Linked DNA regions of Danio rerio: regions 1 and 3 are each linked to region 2. A link is a contact called in public Hi-C and Micro-C data. All regions are on one chromosome and are shown on one strand. Each heading gives the region's core, a stretch centred on a gene start, on an enhancer-like site or on the middle of the called end of the contact. The rest is flanking DNA. Distances are from core to core; before and after follow the strand shown. Region 1 holds the start of hspa1b (heat shock protein family A (Hsp70) member 1B). Region 2 holds the start of rbm15 (RNA binding motif protein 15). Region 3 holds the start of ngrn (neugrin, neurite outgrowth associated).

Evidence for each region. Hi-C and Micro-C count contacts between places; a contact is called where the count stands out from the background.
Region 1: a Hi-C map of hematopoietic stem cells shows a contact between it and region 2, with 2.5 times the contacts expected there. The contact joins the promoter of hspa1b here to the promoter of rbm15 in region 2. A contact is called at or near these places in 4 of 18 Hi-C or Micro-C datasets (caudal fin, embryo, hematopoietic stem cells and 1 more) and 2 of 4 datasets of contacts at active chromatin or transcription factors (embryo and gastrula embryo).
Region 3: a contact with region 2 is called in a Micro-C map of caudal fin, with 2.6 times the contacts expected there. The contact joins the promoter of ngrn here to the promoter of rbm15 in region 2. A contact is called at or near these places in 1 of 18 Hi-C or Micro-C datasets (caudal fin) and 1 of 4 datasets of contacts at active chromatin or transcription factors (embryo).

The regions. Positions count from the first base shown.
Region 1 is chr8:26,864,736-26,868,720 of GRCz12tu, forward strand. hspa1b (heat shock protein family A (Hsp70) member 1B) reads right to left here and starts at 2,603. Exons shown (of 2, transcript NM_001100062.1): 1 at 2,523-2,603; 2 at 1-1,849. The coding sequence starts at 1,830. It overlaps ahcyl1 (adenosylhomocysteinase-like 1), which reads right to left. Exons shown (of 17, transcript NM_201293.2): 17 at 3,702-3,985.
Region 2 is chr8:26,685,593-26,689,643 of GRCz12tu, forward strand. rbm15 (RNA binding motif protein 15) reads right to left here and starts at 1,935. Exons shown (of 1, transcript XM_001335784.9): 1 at 1-1,935. The coding sequence starts at 1,788.
Region 3 is chr8:26,928,610-26,933,105 of GRCz12tu, forward strand. It overlaps ngrn (neugrin, neurite outgrowth associated), which reads left to right and starts at 2,489. Exons shown (of 4, transcript NM_001045253.1): 1 at 2,489-2,518; 2 at 4,284-4,490. The coding sequence starts at 4,285. It overlaps nfyal (nuclear transcription factor Y, alpha, like), which reads right to left and starts at 2,349. Exons shown (of 8, transcript NM_001002731.1): 1 at 2,266-2,349; 2 at 1,545-1,633. The coding sequence starts at 1,619.

The DNA of each region.
Region 1 (3,985 bases), core at 1,353-3,852, 180 kb after region 2:
CAGCCGCGAGATGATTGGATTGCACACACTTTCCAGTTCCTTCTGATGATGCTCATACTCTTCCTTTTCAGCCAGCTGATTGTTCTCCAACCAAGAAACGACCTCTGTACACTTATCAATGATCTTCTTCTTATCCTGTTCGCTGATCTTTCCCCTCAGGTTCTCATCTTCAACAGTGTTCTTCATACTGAAGGCGTAAGACTCCAGAGCGTTCTTTGCTGCGATCTTCTCTCTCTGCACTTCATCCTCGGCTTTGTACTTTTCCGCATCTTGCACCATACGCTCGATATCCTCCTTGCTCAGTCGACCTTTGTCATTGGTTATAGTGATTTTGTTCTCTTTTCCCGTGCTCTTGTCGGCAGCGGATACGTTAAGAATTCCATTGGCATCAATGTCGAAGGTCACCTCTATTTGAGGTACACCACGTGGTGCTGGTGGGATCCCAGTAAGGTCAAACTTGCCAAGCAAATTGTTATCTTTGGTCATAGCCCTCTCTCCTTCAAACACCTGGATCAGGACTCCCGGCTGGTTATCGGAATATGTGGAGAAGATCTGCGTCTGCTTGGTGGGGATGGTGGTGTTACGTTTGATGAGTGCAGTCATGACTCCTCCAGCCGTCTCGATTCCCAGGGACAACGGAGCCACATCCAGAAGCAACAAGTCCTGGACATTTTCCGAGGTATCACCCATCAGGATGGCAGCCTGCACCGCCGCTCCATACGCCACTGCCTCATCTGGGTTGATGCTTTTGTTGAGATCCCTTCCATTGAAGAAGTCCTGCAGGAGCTTCTGTATCTTGGGGATCCTGGTGGAGCCGCCAACCAGAACAATATCTTGGATCTGAGACTTGTCCATTTTGGCATCTCTCAAAGCCTTTTCCACTGGATCCAGCGTGCCTCTAAAGAGCTCCGCGTTAAGCTCTTCAAAGCGAGCCCTAGTGATGGAAGTGTAGAAATCGATGCCTTCAAAGAGGGAATCGATCTCGATGCTAGCCTGAGAGCTAGATGAGAGGGTCCTTTTAGCTCTCTCGCAGGCCGTGCGCAGCCGTCTTACTGCTCTCTTATTCTGACTGATGTCCTTCTTGTGCTTCCTCTTAAACTCTTCAACAAAGTGCTTCACCATGCGATTGTCGAAGTCCTCTCCACCCAGATGAGTGTCCCCTGCTGTGGCTTTCACTTCAAAGATCCCATCCTCAATCGTCAGGATGGAGACATCAAAGGTGCCTCCGCCGAGGTCGAAGATCAGGACATTCCTCTCTCCCTTCCTGCCCTTGTCCAGGCCGTAGGCGATGGCAGCTGCTGTGGGCTCATTGATAATTCGCAGCACGTTCAATCCGGCAATGACCCCTGCGTCTTTGGTCGCTTGCCTCTGTGAATCGTTGAAGTACGCTGGGACTGTGATGACAGCATTATTGACTCTATGACCCAGGTAGGCTTCGGCAATCTCTCTCATTTTGACCAGGACCATAGATGAGATCTCCTCAGGGTAGAATGTCTTGTTTTCCCCTTTGTACTCGACTTGAACTTTTGGTTTGCCATCTTCACTGATGACCTTAAATGGCCAAAGCTTCATGTCAGACTGGACAACCTGATCATCAAACTTTCTGCCAATCAGTCGTTTGGCGTCAAAGATGGTGTTGTTGGGGTTCATGGCGACTTGGTTTTTGGCAGCATCTCCGATGAGTCTTTCTGTGTCTGTAAAAGCCACATAGCTTGGAGTGGTTCGGTTTCCTTGATCGTTAGCGATGATCTCCACTTTGCCATGCTGGAACACTCCAACACAGGAGTAAGTGGTTCCCAGATCAATGCCAATAGACAAACCTTTAGCCATCTTTGATTGTTAAAATCACCTGCAATATTAAAAAAAAAAAAAAAAACATTATTTTTATTTAATAATGTAAAAGCTATTTATGGGATTATTTAAAATAATTAATCAATTTTTACAAAATTATAGTAATAAAAAAGCAAAACAAAAAATTAAATGTTTTTAAAAAAATGTATATATATAAAATATATATTATATTATATTTTCCAAGAGATGGGTTGCAGCTAGAAGGGCATCCGCTGCGTAAAAGATATGCTGGATAACTTGGCGGTTCATTCCGCTGTAGTGACCCCAGATTAATAAAGGGACTAAGCCGAAAAGAAAATTAATGAATAAATTTAAATATAAAAAATATGTAAATATTACTGATTTATCTGTAAAAATTAGACATAAGACAATGACAACATCTGTTTAATTAAAAAACAATCTTATATAAACGATGACAATTATATTAAATATGTATAATTTATAACATTATATTATAATAACATCTAAAAAAATATTACGTTGACATCAATGAAATGTCGCTGACTTGCATGTCTAAATTAATACACTCTACTTCTACTTTAAAAAAAAATTAATTATAAATATATTTTATAAGAATTCCTAAAAAGTGTGAGTATATAATATTATTTTAAACTATAGAATACTATAGCAACAACAACAAAACAAATTTTCAAATGTTAAGTCTCACTTACAGGTCTTGTGAGTTTCTTCAGTCGCTTTAGAGAGCGGATTTCAGCTCTGTTTCGGGTTGCTCGAGTCGTGTTTTCTCGTCTGCTCGGCCCGAGCGTTTCTGCGCACTTTATAGCAGTCATCCTCCTTCTAGAAAGCCCAGATTTCTCTTGACTCTGGCCGTAACTTTAGAGTCTGACAAGCCCTGAAGCTTCTAGACGCGGAATGGGGGTCTCCTGCGTGCTTCAAAGACACGTCAGAGCTCCAAACATAGAAACGGAACAAGCTGGAATTCTATTTCTTTTCTGTGCAACAAGTGTTGGGTACTACTAGATTTGTCGCTGATTTTTCCGTCACATATTTCTAACTCATTATTATATTACAAATGACGTTATTTTTATTTCATTATTACTTTATTAAGGGCATATTATTTATGTAAGACGTGCCATTAAAACGCCGAGCTGTTTTGTCACATGCTATTTGTTACTTTTCTCAGCGATTACCAGGATGGGCCAATCGAAGTATCTGAGGTGAGAAAAGATGCGCCGTTAATAAGAACAAATATCTGACACGGTTATTATATATTTCGGGTTTTCTAGGATCGATTATAAGGATAAAATCGCTTAAGTCTGCCATAATGTGTCAGAGTTTTGCAGATTTTTGTACGCTAAAACGATACTGAGTCTGAGGAAGATGTTTTTACAAGCATGATTTACTACCAATAGTATTTTTGTCGGATTTTGTAAGTGTATAATGCCTTTAATTTTTGACTAGTAACGTAAATCAAGGCTTTTTATGACCATTTAGAAACACTAATTTATGTTTAAATTATAGTCTACGAATCATATTTCGACTAAATTTAACCAGGACTATGGATTGCCTTTTTGTCTATGAAAGTTACAAAGGTGTAATGTATTCATATTTTTGACCCAGGTAACGCATTTTTTGTTTAAAAAAGAAGAAAGACATTACTGCATCAAAAATAAAATACACTTCTAATAATACTGAAATAATATTAAATATGGAAAAATTATTTTCACAGCCCCTTTAAACAGAGTCAAAAACTGTGTGTAAAGACCACATAAAATGCCCATTCAAAAGCACATCTGTGAAGTTATTGCAATGTAAATTTGTCATATATCAAAAACAGTAAACACAGAAATGCTTCTAACATTAATATCATAAATAAAAACAAAAACATATTTAGTGAGAGCAAGATCTTTAATGCAGGGATTGGATGACGTCAAGGCAGAGGAAGCACATTTGACAAATGATGCAGTGAAAGGTAAATCACAAAGTGCAGATGAGGCAAATATATTTAGATGGCAGATTCACAGTGATATTTACTTAAGACATATGCAGTCCCTTACAGATGGCCATCCAGATATGTGGGCTTACTGTGAGTCTAGCCAAGGTACGTTGAGGGCAATAGGTTCAGCAAACCATAAACGCCTCAAAATCTTATTTCAGCTGCAGTTTAGAGCTG
Region 2 (4,051 bases), core at 685-3,184:
GCTGCTGCCGCCTGGGCTGCCCTCAAGCGACGGGGGTCTGCGACGGCGGGCCGCCCACTCACTGCTGCTGTCAGGCGAACACTCCAGATGTCTGCCGTCCTCCATGAGCCGCCGTTTTCGTGCAGCTTCTCTGCCTGGCAGCTCTCGCTCCAGTGACCAGGCCTCTCGCCGTCGTTCACGCTCTAAGTGTTCAAGGGGCTCAAATGCAGGAGTTCGTACACGTTCACGAATAGTAGGTGCTGGCCACTCAGCCCCAGCATAGAGTTCTCTTTCTCTGAAGTGCAGTGGCGGAGGAGTCCGTTCTCTGACCCTGATGGCTTCAGGGGTGGCACGATGAACGAAAGACTCAGCCATGATTTCATAATGTTGCAGGGGGAGGGGCTGCAAGAACTGTTGTTGGTAGCGATGCTCTGTGTCAGCAAAGTCCACCCTCAGCCTCCTGTCAGGACCACCAAGAGGAAATCCACGCATGTGTGTGCAGGCTGCCTGAGCAGCGTCCAGGCTTTCATACTGAATATAAGCCCAGGTGTCCCCTTTTCTGTAGTCTATAGTCCTAATAGTTCCAAAGCGGTCAAATTCCCGGGCTAATGCAGTCAGAGGCACCCAAGGGCCAAGACCACCCACCCATAGTCTTGTGGTTGGGGTGGCTTTACCATATCCAATTTTTATGGGGTTTCGGCCCACAACTTTCCCAGACATGCTAATTTTAGCTCTGTGAGCCATGTCCAAATTCTCAAATTTAAGGAAGCCATAGGTGCTGCTCTGGCCACGAGTGGGTCTTTTAATGTCCACCTCAGTGATTGTCCCAAATCGTTCAAAAGCCCTCCTCAAATCGTTTTCAGTCACAGTAATATCCAAGTTACCCAAAAACAGTGTGCGGTTGGCTCTCTGGTCGTCCTCTGGAGAGATAAAGTCCTCCTCACGGAAAGGAGCGGCTCGCTCTGCTATGTATGCGGGCCGCGCCCTCGCTTCATAAAAGGCAAACTCTCTTTCTCTTTCCAGCTCTCTGGGCAGAGGCGGGGGTGGGGGAGGAGGAAGCCGACCCAGTGCTAACTGCTGTAACCGGTAGTCCCTGTAGCCCAGGCCGGTTGGAGAGAGCGGCCTCTGAGTATGCAAATGTCTATGGCCTGCAACAACAGAGAAATGATCCTCCTTCACCGGAGAGCGACTCCTCCGCCTGTTCAAGTAAACTGCCTCGATTTTTAAAGGACGGTCGTAGAGCACCAGCCGGCCTCGTGCGTGCTTTGCCGCCCTGGCATCATCCGGTCTCCTAAAGTTGACGAATGCGATTCTCTCGTCGTTCACTCGGCTGATTTTGACGCTCACGTCACCAAATTTTTTGAATTCATGAAAGAGGCCGTCCTCGATTTCCTCGTCACTCAGCTGCGAGCCAAGCTCGCTGATTTTTAAAGTTTTGTACTCACTTTCGTTTGTGGGAAGCGGTGCGCGCGCCTCCCCGCGCGAGTTGGTGCGCGCCGCCTCTAAGGACAGACTCGAGGCGTGATTTTTGCCGCTTGAGCTCGCAACAGGGCTCGTGTAACCGTGGTTATTACCAGTCCGACTGGATACATGTCCGTCAAATTCCCGTCCGTCTCTTTTATCTCCAAGCAGTCCCCGTCGTGCAGAGCCCCCGTCGCTTTTAGACGAACTATTGCCGTTGTTGCTTCCTCCGCCAGAATTCGAGATAACCCCCATTTTCTTACTGGTCGGATGGCTTCCTCCCCTGTCTCGTATATCATCCAAGGCCCTTGAACGTTTTTTCACCGGCGACCGCTCTTTACCTTTCATGTTAGATGTCCTCTGGCTTCACGCGCCTAACAAAACACTTTTTTAACTGTAATGCTACCGCAACGTCAACGAATTTGCACGATAAACTGAATAAATTGTTCAGTGTCCCTGCGGCAAAACAACCGCATACGCCATCTTGTCAAGACTAAAACATGACCCGCCCGTCGACTTTGATTGGTTTGAATCTCTGAGAAACGACAGCGCTATTGGCTGATCCGTCTGTCAATCTAAAGCACTAGTACAGCGCCCAGTCTCGCTGTACACCATTTTAGCTTCAAAAGCCAAATGTTTACTATAGCCACTTTATAAAACACAGAGGTGACATTCAACTAACCACACATATAGTCTTTGAGAACATGTACTGCCAATATTATATTTGCTTCTTAAACCATATTTATTAATCATCTCGATAAATCTACAAAGAGTGCTTTGTATAGGCTATTTTTAAAATTAAACGGTGTTTAACTTTAATAGATGCTAAGAGTCTGAGTTTCACCTACATGTTATTTCTTATAAATTTAAATGAACTGTGCAATCTTTATAAAACGTAAGTAATCCAAATAAAAAAAAACTAAAACATTCTCGTTGTTCACTTGATGTCCAACAGATGGTGGTGTTTGCCTTTCACAGAGGTGAACGGACGTGAAAAAACAGCCTTTTAACCATGTCGGTCAGCTATAGATGAGCATTTTCCATGGGTTTTAGCCATTGGTTTTAGCCTAATAACTGAAATAATTTCTTAACTAAAACAATGCAGATCTCTGATTATATGCCCATGTCTGTGAATTTTTTTTTATGTTAAATTGTAAAAAATAAATAAATAAATAAATAAATAAAAGTAATGTTATTGCCTTTAAATTAGTTAAAATTTATCTTAAAACAATTTAGTGTTTTACAATTTGCATGCTTTACTCATACCCTCAGGGACCATTATAGTTTTAACTTATACAATTATCAATTCAACCATCAAAATTAAAAAAAATTACCCCCAAATTATTATTTTTTTCAATGAAGAAAAATAGGAATATATTTATAGGACAATGCTTTGAACTTAATACAAAAACGTCCAAAACCTTAAATGAGTGATAATAAAACAAAATACAACTATTTTAAAAACTTTATCATGCACATAAACACATTCATCCAATGTTGATTCACCAGAAGACAAATTGAACAGCCAACGTGTCATTTATTTATTTTTTACAATGCACAAACTGCATTCAAAATCAAACACTTTCTTGAGTATTTGAGTAGGCTACATACTTTGAAAACACGCCCTACATAATGAACATAGTATTGTTTGAACAATCTAGAACTACAAGATTAGCCATGTTTTAGTGTCACGTGCCCTACATCTTCAGTTACGTCACTTCACTGGCATTCACAGATCCTCTCATGTTGCCTTATGGAATAGTCCCTTGGAAGCACATTGCAGAATCTCACCAAAAGAAGTAGGTCATCTGAATACTTACTACAAGTATAATGAACCTCTTTGTTTTTTACTTACTATAACATAATACATTTCCCAGCTATGTGTTGCAGCTGGAAAAGGGATCCGCTGTGTAAAATATTTCGTCACCTTGGAATTATAAGGTTCTATCTGTGTTCTGAATGATTTTGAGATATTGAGCTTCAGAGTTTTTGCATTCCATAGCAAACAGTATGTGAGTGACATTTGTTTAGTTTTTTCAATAAAGTCTTAAATGTAAACAACATATAAAAAATCATCCCATGATGTAAATAAGTTGTCATTTAAAAATAATGTTAATAACTCAAGTTTGACAAAAATGTCAGAACCTTATAATTTTAAATTGAAAATATACTGGATAAGTTGGCGGTTCATTCTGCTGTGGCGAGCTCAGATTAATAAAGGGACTAAGTCAAAAGAAAATGAATTAATAAATGAATAACATAATAAAGAATGTGATTTCAGATGCAGCCCTGGACATTACTATTAAAGGGAGTAGTTCACCCAAAACTGCAATTATGTCATCATTTGCTTGTGCTTAACTTGTCACAAACCTGTTTGAGCCTCTGGTATCCCTTTTGCACATTTTTTGACTGTAAGTTGGCAACTATTTTTTATTAGAGCAGACTATTTGCTTAGTATCTGCTGATACTGCTCCACCAACAGACATGCTCTTGCCTATAAGAAACGTACATGTCAACTTCAGTGGTAAAGTACTGAAAAATTATATTACAGATAAAAATTGTTACAGATTTAACATTTTTTAAAAAAATCTTCTTTTGTGTTTAACAGAAA
Region 3 (4,496 bases), core at 1,239-3,738, 240 kb after region 2:
CAGCAGATAAAGTACACAAAATTACACATGTATATATTCACAAATCAACATAGACTACGTAGATGTGGTTGTATGACACTACAGTTTATATTGATATGGCATTTGTTTCATGTATCTTGGAACAGAAAAAAAGACACTCAGGAGCGGCATAAACATCACATCCTTTAAAATGATTTCTGGGGTACAATTTAGAGATATCCACAACAAAAATAAAAATGCGATTAAATGATATCCACCCCCTAAATTATAATGGATACAGAGAAATAAACACTACCCAGATTAATTTAATTGTTGATTAGTTACAAATACTCCTCGACAGGTACATGCAGAGGGGGGCTTCTGATGCTTGAGCACCAGCCCTTTTTTTCTCTTGCAGAAAAAGTTCCTTCTCAAAATTAAAGTGCCTTTGCATCTTCTCCCTCAAACCCCACTCCCTTCACAATCACTCCTCACTGCTTGACATTATATACAAAAATGAAATGGGATAAAAAAAAAATTTAAAGACTGAATTACCACAAACAAGATGTGGATATCAAAAAACATAGAGAGAGTTCCTTATTTTTAAAACCCCAATATCATACGCAAACAACTCTCCATGCAACGGGTTTGCTAAAGACAGTGTGCACAGTCAGAAGCATTACGAGAAAAATTACTAAAACTGTTATGTTTATAAATGTTCTGAGAAAATCTCTCTGTTAAACAAAAATTGGGGAAAAAATAATAATTGGGGCTAATGATTCTAACTTGAACTGTATGTCGAAAAAAAAAGTGCTCTTAGAATGGACTGGGGACTTTTTTGATTTTAAATACTCCTTTTGTATAATGATATGCACTCCGATTCGTATAGTATGAATGCGTAACCTATGTACTACGGATGTTTACAATATGCAGCATAAATTAGATATTGTTTTTTGTGTGTGTATAAATATATCTAATATAAATTAGTATAAATATATATCAATTAGTATAATTCTATATTAACCTAAATAAAAATAAATGTAAAGTTCTAAAAATATATTTTAATGATCATATCACACTCAAGACTAATAATGAGGCTTATCGAATCATGGGAATAAATTAAATCTTTCTATGTATTTACAATCATAATATTACAGTTTTTATTGTATTTTTGATCAAATAAATGTAGACTTGGAGAGCAGAAGAGCTTCATTGAAGATATTAATTGACTGATAGTGTACATATAAATATTGTCTTTCTGACTCACAGTGTTGCAAAATGCACTGGGTGTGTTTGGGTCACCTAAACCTTGCGTTTTTTTCAAAACAGAGAATGCTCATTTAAATAGAGAGACTTTGCAAGCTAGTTCAAACACTATTTACCCAGTCCTTTCCTTGAATTGGAAATCACTTCCTGAAGTACCGCTTGTGCTTTTTAAAAATACCACTGCACCTGATACACATCTGCATAAAGCTAAAATTAGATACAATAAAAATGGAAAACATATCGGGCACACACTCATTGTGCCCCATTTTCCATAGTAAAAGTCACTGATTAAACAGTAACATGTTTACATTGGCTCTTACCTGCTGTTGGATTTGCCCATTGGCAGCCTGAACCACTATCTGATCCCCACTGGCTGTAGCTGTATATTGCTCCATCTTTTCTTCCTCACCTAATTTGTAATAAAATACACATATAAAAGAATCACAAGGTTATTATTGACTATAAATAACTCTAGTAAATTTCTATTAAAAGTTTTCTGAGAAATATGTTAATAGCTGCAGGTTTGGGCCTCAAGCCAAGTGTATTTGAGCCTAAATGTTTCCTTGAAGAAAGTGCTTAACATTATGAACTTAATGTTATATTACCCACTGACTTTGATGGTTTTAGATGCACATACACGTTTAAGATTGTAAAAGATTATCATGAAAGTCTTAATGATTCACAAATTTGTGCCATTTCATCCACCTCATAAGGTTTGTTTGGTAAACATCAGTTGATCATTGTTATAAACTAAGCTGCAACAAATGTACTACAATTCAGCATGCTGTGTAATTAATATAAAAAGCTCTTATTTGACAAACATTAGCAGGTCTGTCTTTGTTTTGAAGCGCTTTATTAAAAGTCTCATTCATGTTTAGCGTCCGCTCCTGAGCGCGCATATCATCTGTCTCGCGCTTTCTCCCCTCTCGCATTAACTGATTTGATTTCTGCATTTTTCGGAATTAGTCATTTGGTTGGTCACTGACAAACCAATCCGTGTTGTCAGCTACCATTTCCCTTAGAGCAAGCGCAACCCTTTACCGTTTCTCCGGCTGTCCGGTTCCCTTCTGATTGGCTCCACTACAGATCTCAAAAACCCAATCAACACAGTGGTGCGGACAAAATGGCGTAAAATGAGCCACACAGAGAAGAAAGGGGGCAGGCTTGGCGCATGTGATCGGCGAACGGAGCCGAGTTTGCCCGAGTACAATCGAACCACTGCAGCGCATGCGTACCTGGTTAAACTCACGGTTTCCGGAATAATGTCACCGTGAAGGAAGAGCGAGGGGAACATGTGAGTGCTTTGCTTGTATTGTTTACGTATCGCATCCGACGTTATGAGCTTGTATATTGCCACAATTTGGGCTGTGAGATGAATTGTTGTATACAACTGAAATAAAATGTTGAGTTTGAACAATTCGCTTACGTAGAAATAACGCAGAATGTTAAATAAATGTTATTTTCTGTTATTGTGCAGCTTCATATATTGATTTGTATCATGTGAATATGATACACATTTTAATTAACATTCTTCGTCATACTTGGCATGTTGTTTTATCATATATCGAAGTTTTTTTTAAAGAGAAATGTCTTTATATTTTCACTTCACAAATCAGAGGAAAAAAAGTAAGTAAAATTGCTTTTACAAACTGTTTTTATTAGTTAGTTGTAATATAGAAGAGCATAAAATAATTTAATTTCCAGCTCTATAAATGGGAACAACTTCTCCAGAGAAATCAACATTAAGATATGCATTGTAAATGGAATCAGTACATCTGTAGATCTGTGTAAAAAAATGAGGTAAAGTTTTCCCCTTAAAGAATTTTCCCTTCTTAATATATTTCAGAAAAGTATTCTTTGCCTATTACAAATAGGGAAATCATATTAGTAGCCAATGACTATCAAAGTACAACATTGTTCATAGTCAAATAAATAGTGCTAATGTTGTCTTGAAGACATACTTGCATGTGATTTTTAAACAGAACATTTAAAGTACCATGGTAAAGAATACAGGGAGCATGTCACAAGCTGTCACTGAAGGAATGTGTAAATATAAAACCAACTTTACCTCAATTGTAAAATAATACACACACACACACACACACACACACACATGTATTTGGATGTTTCATTTCTACTCACCTACAACGTTATAGAAGCAAAAAACTCAACATCTTACAATTTAGTATTTTATTTAAAATAAACTGAACTGTTTGACTCTAAAGGAATAGTTAATCCAAATAATAACATTTGCTATTTACTCACATTCAGGCCATCCAAGAAATAGGGCACTTTCTTCTTTAATGGATTCACTGTTATGCCATAAGTTTGGCCTGTATTTGTTTTTCTGCTCTCAAAGTTCTGATTCGCAAAGGACTACGATTTCAGTTGAAAAAAAATCTAAAATGCTGAAAAAAGTATTCTTTATCATGGATGTCCTGAGGATGAAAATAACAGCATATTTTATTTTTGGGTGAATAATGGCTTAAAATAACTGAGATTTTAATGTAATGTGTCCTCTTACTGTTTCATGGCTAATAGACCCGTTTCACACTTCTGGGTTCCTCAGTAGAGAAAGTCGTCATAGTTGGGAAAACTTATGCAATGAATGAGAGAATACAACAAATAATTTTTTACAATCATATTTGCTGAAATAAAAAAAGAAAAAATCAATGATGATGTTATAAAGACTTTCAGAAAAAGAAACAAAATTGTGTGAGACTGATAATGCCAGCCAGAGGAGAGAATAACTTCAAATTAATTTACTGTCCTGTCCTATAGACGCTGCATTAGAAACCCGTTCACAAGCGGTAATTCATGTTTTGTAATTTAAAACAAAGATGATATAATTCATGCATTAATACATATAAATATTCATACGTTTTTTTTTTTATTAAAATATTTAAAACTTTTTTGTTGGATTTAAGATGTTGATGACCATTAAACTTGTCATAACAGGCTTGTGAAAAGGGTCCATTACAATTAGTTGAATAGTCATTTTCATGTTGGATCCAGTTGAAGTTTCGGATATCACTGTCTTTGTATCTCTGACCATTTAGAATGGTGTCCCCCTGGAGAAGAGTCCTCATGCTGGCCACCAAACTGGCCCCTGTCCCAGGACCTGCTGTCTGCCAGGCCCGTCGCCATGCCAGTCGAGGCTCATTCGGGTGGATGTCAAAGAATCCCAAACAGAAACAACAGGGTGCCGTGTTTGAGGATGACCATGACATGGATGCAGTGGAAGTCAAACTGGACTCTATTATTTGGTGAGT